Linked DNA regions of Arachis hypogaea: region 1 is linked to region 2. Evidence: chromatin contacts called from public Hi-C data. All regions are on one chromosome and are shown on one strand. Each heading gives the region's core, a stretch centred on a gene start, on an enhancer-like site or on the middle of the called end of the contact. The rest is flanking DNA. Distances are from core to core; before and after follow the strand shown.

Evidence for each region. A called contact is a pair of places that touch in the nucleus more often than the background predicts.
Region 1: a Hi-C map of leaf shows a contact between it and region 2, with 7 times the contacts expected there. The contact joins the promoter of LOC112790760 here to the promoter of LOC112790761 in region 2. A contact is called at or near these places in 2 of 8 Hi-C or Micro-C datasets (both in leaf).

The regions. Positions count from the first base shown.
Region 1 is chr3:67,199,215-67,202,920 of arahy.Tifrunner.gnm2.J5K5, forward strand. It overlaps LOC112790760, which reads left to right and starts at 1,643. Exons shown (of 2, transcript XM_025833304.3): 1 at 1,643-2,519. The coding sequence starts at 1,947.
Region 2 is chr3:66,681,213-66,684,791 of arahy.Tifrunner.gnm2.J5K5, forward strand. It overlaps LOC112790761, which reads left to right and starts at 2,180. Exons shown (of 1, transcript XM_025833306.3): 1 at 2,180-3,579. The coding sequence starts at 3,341.

The DNA.
Region 1 (3,706 bases), core at 393-2,892, 520 kb after region 2:
AAGTGAAATTAGCTTGAAAAATGGGTATATAATGACCTGTCATCATTAAGTAGTCATTGCTCTCAAATAAAAACTAAATTGCATGAAATTAGAGTGCATGAAAATAAAGAGTGAGAATTCAAAACAAAAATTGAAAATTCAAGAATTCATAAATGAAAATTACAAATTAAGCTAAATTACTATTAAGGAAGAAGAGAAGAGAAAAGGGAAGAAGAGAATGTGAGGGGCGGGGTCCGAAGACCCACTCCCAGTAGAGTGTGCCAATGAAGTGTGTGTGTGTGTGTGTTCTCCCAACAATTCTAGCCTCCCAATTCTATGAAGCTAATGCCTTTATATAGGCTTTCTGAAATTACAAATTGAAATGAAATTGAAAACAAATTACAATTAAATGAAAATTGACTATTCTAGATGATTCTTGTGGCTTTGATTGGTTGAGATTTATGGGCTTTGTTTGCTTGAGGTTGGATGGACCTTGAAGTAATTTAATTGAACCAAAACCAAGCTCCAGGGGTCACTTGGGCGTTATTGGCACCAACGCCTTCACAAACCCAAGTTAGCAACGTCTTTGTGTTTTGGGGGCTTAATGATGCCTATTGTTTGAGCTTCAATTTTTGTGCCCCACTATAAACTATTATACGTTGGAAAGTTCTAAATGTCAGCTTTCTAACGCAATTGGAAGCACCTCAATTGGACCTCTGTAACTCAAGTTATGCTCCATTGCAGGGGATAAGGTTAGCCTGCCAGGGTCACAGGCGTTATTTGTGAACACACCTTTGTATTTTGGCATTGCCAACGCCTTCAATTTCTGAGGCTCTAAATGAAGCCCATTTTTGAAGTTTCAAACGAATGTCAACCCCATACTATGATATATCGTTGGAAAGTTCTGGAAGTCTACTTTCTAATGCCGTTGAGAGTGCATCATTCGAAACTCTACAACTCAAGATATACGCCATGGAAGATGAAGAGGTCAGCTGTGTAACAACTCTAGTTTTTGAAAATCAATAATTAGTTATTTGCGATTTATTTTATTTGTTGATAATTTTATTTTATGAAAATTATTTTATTAAAGGTAATTAAATGGAGTTTCATGATAATTACAGTTTAAATTAATTAGAATTTTTATATAATCTTTATTAGATATTTGATATAATTGAAATTATAATTTTAGTAATCGAAAAATAAGAAAGAATTGTATAATTTAATTATATTTTGAATGAATTATGTTATTAATTTGAACTCCTAGAAATTATTTTATTAGAAATGATTAGATTGATATTTATAAATACTTTAAGTTTAATTTAGTTAATATTTGTGTACAATTTTTATTATAATTAGTTATTTTATAAATTGAAATTAAAGATTTGGAGATAGAAAAATAAAGAAAAATTATCTCCTTTAATTTGAATAATTAAAATTGAGTTTAAACTATATTTTATAAAAAATGCGATTAATATGTTTATTTTATAATTTAAATTAGAAATAATTGATTGAACATAGCAATATGTTGATAAATAATGTTTCTAAATATTTTTAATAGAGTATATTTGATTTTAAAATTATTCTACACTCCAATTTTATCAAAATATCTATTCATATCTATTCTTATTTCTTTATAAAATCCTAATTTTTAACCCTAATTCTCAAATTGAATCAGAAATTCTTAATTCCCAAATCCCAAAAACCCTAACCCTAATTTTCCCCCTTTCCCCAGCCCTGAAGCCCGCAGCCCCCACCCCCTTTCTTCCTAAACACAATACACACACAAAACAAAGAAAGAAACGCAGAGATGGAGAGGAAGAAGAGAGAGCTCGGAATCGGAGGGGAAGGAGCCGCACTCTACACTGTCCAATTCATCGCCACCGCCGAACCTCGCCTGCGTCGTCACCATCGCTCCATGGAGCTGCCGCCGTCATCCACGCGTTGCTGAGGGAAGCCCGAGACAGAAGATGAGGGAGACGCGAGCCAAGGACCGTGATGAGGAGAAGCTTCGTCGTCAAGCCACCCGTCGCCGCCACTGGAGGAGTTTCATGCGTCGCCGTCGCCACCGTTGCTGGTGTGGTCGGAGCGGCCATCACTGGAGAGAGAGAAAGCGCGAATCTGAGGAGGGAGAGAGAGAGATACGACGCAACAGAGGAGGAAGGAGAAGTCTTCTGTCATCGCCGCCATGTCTCTTTACCGCCGCTACCGTCGATAGAAGTCGTCGCCGTCGCCAAGCCGCTGCATCGCCGGACATTATCACTGGAGGACTGAATGGAGAAGCTCGCCAGTTCTGCTTCTGCCTCTGGTTTCTGGAATCCGAGAAGACGCTACCGCTGTTGCTAGAACTGTTATTGTTGCTCTGGCCCTGCTCTGGCTCCACTCTGAATCGTTACCGTTGCTATTTGGCTGATGCTGAGGCCTTCCACCATCACTGGAGCTTCCCAGAATCATCGTGGTTGCTGCCAAGAGAGCTGAATGGGTGCTGGAAACTGCTAACGGCGCTACCATGTTTGATTATTTCTACGAGTTGCGACATCGAGGTAGGGGATTTATTTTTAAATTTAAACGTTTTTAATTTAGAATGCCTACAAAGTTAATTGGATAATTGCAAATAGTTAATGATGGTTAAAAATTGATTAATTGATGTGAATTACTTGAAATGTGTTTGAGAATCGTTAATGGTTGTGATTATTGTGAATGTCACTGGGTTTTGTTGTTGTGAGTAATTAATTTGACAAGATTAATTTTGGTTAATGCTGTGACTGATATTAGTTTTCTAATTTTGATGGATTTGTTGGAAATTCTGATCTTATGTGATATTGTTGAATTGGTTAAAATCTGGTTGTGAATTGTATTTTGAATCACTGATTTTTGTGATGAGTTGGCTGAGATTCTGATCTTGAATGAGTTACTTTGAATTATTTGATATTGAAATGGAATTTTAATATATTGGGATGGCTGTGAAATGGACTTGTGATGGGTTGGAATTGGTTGAAATGTGGCTGCAAGCGGTGATTCATTTAATGTTATTTATTAAATTGAAATATGATGAGTTAATTATTAAATGAAATGTATTTTGAGAAAAGTTTGTTGTGGTGATTATTCTGAGTTATGATTGAAGTTGGATGCGGATGTGAGTTGAGTTTAGGTTATGGCTGTGATATTGAATGGCTTCGTTGTCATGAGTAATTAACTGATGAGATTTACTTTGATTTGAGGCTGTGATTGTTATGGGTTTTCTGATTATTTTAGGATTGCTGGAAATTCCGATTTTAGTCGATTATGCCAATTTGGTTATTAGTGTTGATTTAAGTTTAATTAAAGTTGATTTTGAGGACGGTTAAAGAATTGAAGGTTGACCACTGAACTATTTTCTAAAAAAAAATGATCTTTAGAATAAAATGGTAACTTTACTAATAACTAAATTACTTTAAGAATAACTAGAAATATGAAAAAGTTTGTGTTTCAAATGTTAGTTATAAATTCTTGAAGCTGAACTAGTTTACTTTTTAAAGAATGGTTTATGGAAACTCTGATTTTAATTAATGTTAGGATGTTGGTTGTTAAACTGATTTATGATGAGATGATTATTGAGATTCTGTTGTTATGGTAACTGCTGATAAAAGAACTGGAGATTTGTTGAGAAAGAGGGAACCCGTAAGGGTGGTTAAGTCCGAGTTTTAGGGGAGGTGCTGCCGGAATTTTTATAAAATTTGAAGTTCTGTTA
Region 2 (3,579 bases), core at 930-3,429:
AAAAGAGGTAAATACAATTCCTGTTGAAAAAGATATAGTAGAGACACCTGCAGTTGTCCAAAATTCTGATATAATGTTAACGCCAGAAGACGTTCAGGTACCTGAAAATTGTGAAAATGACGAGATCTCGATAAATTATGTCTTTATAGGAGAGAAATGGGACCAAAATAAGACAATTGTCAATGAAATATTTGCATATAATGTGGCATTAAATATCATGCATGAAAGTAAGGATCTTGAGCCAAGATCAGTCGAAGAATGTCGACAAAGGAATGATTGGCCAAAATGAAAAGAAGCCATGAAAGCTAAATTAGACTCACTTGCAAAACGTGAAGTCTTTGGACCTGTAGTCCGTACACCTGAAGATGTAAAACCTGTTGGATACCGATGGGTATTTGTAAGAAAACGAAATGAGAAAAATGAAGTTGTGCGCTATAAAGCCCGACTTATGGCACAAGCTTTTTCACAAAGGCCCGTATAGATTATGAAGAAACGTATTCCCCTGTAGTGGATGCGATAACATTGCGTTATTTGGTCAGTTTATCTGCATATCATAAACTGCATATGCATTTAATGGATGTGGTAACAGCCTATTTATATGGCTCATTAGATCGGGATATCTATACGAAAGTCCCTGAAGGACTAAAGATATCTAAACCATCCAATGAATATTCGCAAGGGTTATACTCAGTCAAATTGCAAAGATCTTTATATGGTCTAAAGCAATCTGGACGAATGTGGTATAATCGTCTTACTAAGTATCTGGCCAAAAATGGATTCAAGAATGATGATATCTGTCCATGTGTTTTCATAAAGAAAACCGCATCTGAATTCATTATAATTGCGGTGTATGTTGATAATTTAAATATCATTGGGACTCTTGAAGAGATAACAACAATTATAAAAACTCTGAAAGAAGAGTTTGAGATGAAAGATCTTGGAAGGACTAAATTTTGTCTCGGCCTGCAGATCGAGCATACAAGAAATGGGATCTTTATTCATCAAGCGACATACACAGAGAAGATCTTAAAAAGATTCTATATGGATAAATCACATCCTTTGAGTACCCCAATGATCGTAAGATCTTTAGATGTGGAAAATGATCAATTCCGTCCTAAAGAAGAGAATGAAGATATCCTTGGTCCTGAAGTACCATATCTTAGTGCCATTGGAGCGCTAATGTATCTTGCTAATAATATGCGACCTGACATATCATTCGCGGTGAATTTACTAGCAAGATATAGTTCCTTTCCAACCAGAAGCCATTGGAGTGGAATCAAACAAATTTTTCGATATCTTCATGGAACGGTTGATATGGGATTGTTTTATCCCTATGGATCCAAGTCACAACTAGTTGGCTATGCAGATGCCGGATACTTGTCTGATCCACATAAAGGGAGATCTCAAACAGGATACCTATTTACATATGGTGGTACAGCTATATCATGGAGGTCCACGAAACAGACAATAGCAGCAACTTCCTCTAATCATGCTGAAATACTAGCAATTCATGAAGCTAGTCGCGAGTGCTTTTGGCTGAGGAGCCTGATTCAATATATTCTGTCATCATGTGGATTGATTGATCATAAGATAGCTCCAACTGTCCTGTTTGAAGATAATACAGCATGCATTGCTCAACTTAAAGGTGGATACATCAAAGGCGATAGAACAAAGCATATTTCTCCCAAATTCTTCTTCACTCATGATCTTCAAAATCAAGGGACAATTGATGTCCAACAGATCCGTTCAAGTGACAATCTGGCAGATTTATTAACAAAGTCACTCCCAAAATCCTCCTTTGAAAGATTGGTACATGAGATTGGGATGCGCCGATTTCGAGACATTAAATGATGTCGGCAAGAGGGGGAGACTGTACTCTTTTTTCCTTGGTCAGGTTTTTTTCCATTGGGTTTTTTTTGACAAGATTTTTAATGAGGCAGTCCCCATCACTAAAGAATATTGTACTCTTTTTTCTTCACTAAGGTTTTTTTCCCACTGGATTTTTTTAGTAAGGTTTTAACAAGGCAATAATCCTAAATGGACATCCAATGGGGAGTGTTGTGATAAGATTGAATAGATGGATGTCCATTCTCAAGAGAGATTGAATTTAATGAATGTTAAAAATATTACCTTTTGTATACCTATAAATAGGAGGCTAATCCTCAGGCAATATGCATACAACATTAATAACAATAATTTTCTCTCTCTATTATCTATATACAAAACTTTTCTCTCTCTCTTTCTTTAATACACTACTACTATACATATATTAATATATAAATAAATTATCTCCTTTATAATAGTAATTATAGAGAATATTACTATTAAAGCTATCTAATTATATTTTATATTTTATATTTGTTACCTCTCTCTTATTTATTTATTTAGTTATTTTATAACAAGAAACTTTTTGTTTTGTTTTGGTGTGGATATGCTATGCATGATATTTGTATGTATTAATGATATGGCACAAAAAACGAAAGCGGCATGTATTGGAACTTGGAAGTGGGCAGTGGCCACACAAGTTGCAGTAGTCCACAACCACAGGTGTGATTGAAGCAGACTCCCACTGAACGCGACATTATGACCTAACAAACATCTATTCGTTATTCCGAGCGGCGATGCTTGCTATCTCCACGTTAATAACACCAACACCAGACATTATCGTAAGGTTCTCTAAGCTTTGTCGAATCAATAATATAACTAAACCAAACAATGACAATCCCATCCCTCTTCCCAAGCCACATACTAAATTACTAATATATTACATTACATAAAACACGCACCACGCATCTATCAATCTCCATGTATCCCACCATATAATTATATCATTAGATTAGACGAGATTACATTACCTTGTTCAATCATATGTGTGGCTGCTTTAATATCTATATATACGGGATAATAATTTCTGTAAATTGACATTAAGTGAATTTTGCGGTGTTTATTACTTAATATTTAAATTTTGTCTAATTTATTTTTATAATAAATTTTAAATATTTAAAAATTATTTTTTTATATTTTTAAATTAAATATTAATTTTTATATATTTATATTTTTGGACACATTAAACACTCTCTTTTACAAGTACCATAACAATCTCCTAAATTATATACACAAGAGTAAAATATGATAAGTATTGATGTGGGATAGATAGATAGGACAAGATTAGTCAGTGGACAAATATGCTTACTTGCTTAGCTTGCTCACTCACTTATTCATTCATTAAATTACCGTGTGACTGCAACTCCTATTACATACTCTACTTTTGTTCCTATATCTATGCTGTGGAGTAGTATACCTTATCTCCTGAGACATTCATTCGCTGAGAAAAACAAAGATGGGGTGCGCCTCCTCAAAGGGTATCGACCCCGCCAACGCAGGCGTATACCGTCCGGCACCGACGAGCTTCGCTGTGTTCGACATTAACGCCATAGAGGAGCCATGGCTCAAGCACCTCAACAACACTCCCCAAACCCATCAGGACGAGAAGCCCATCCCCACCCACGTGCCCACCCCTATTCTCCACAAGCTCAACATGCTTGATTCAACCGAAGCTCCCCAATCATGGGACGAAGT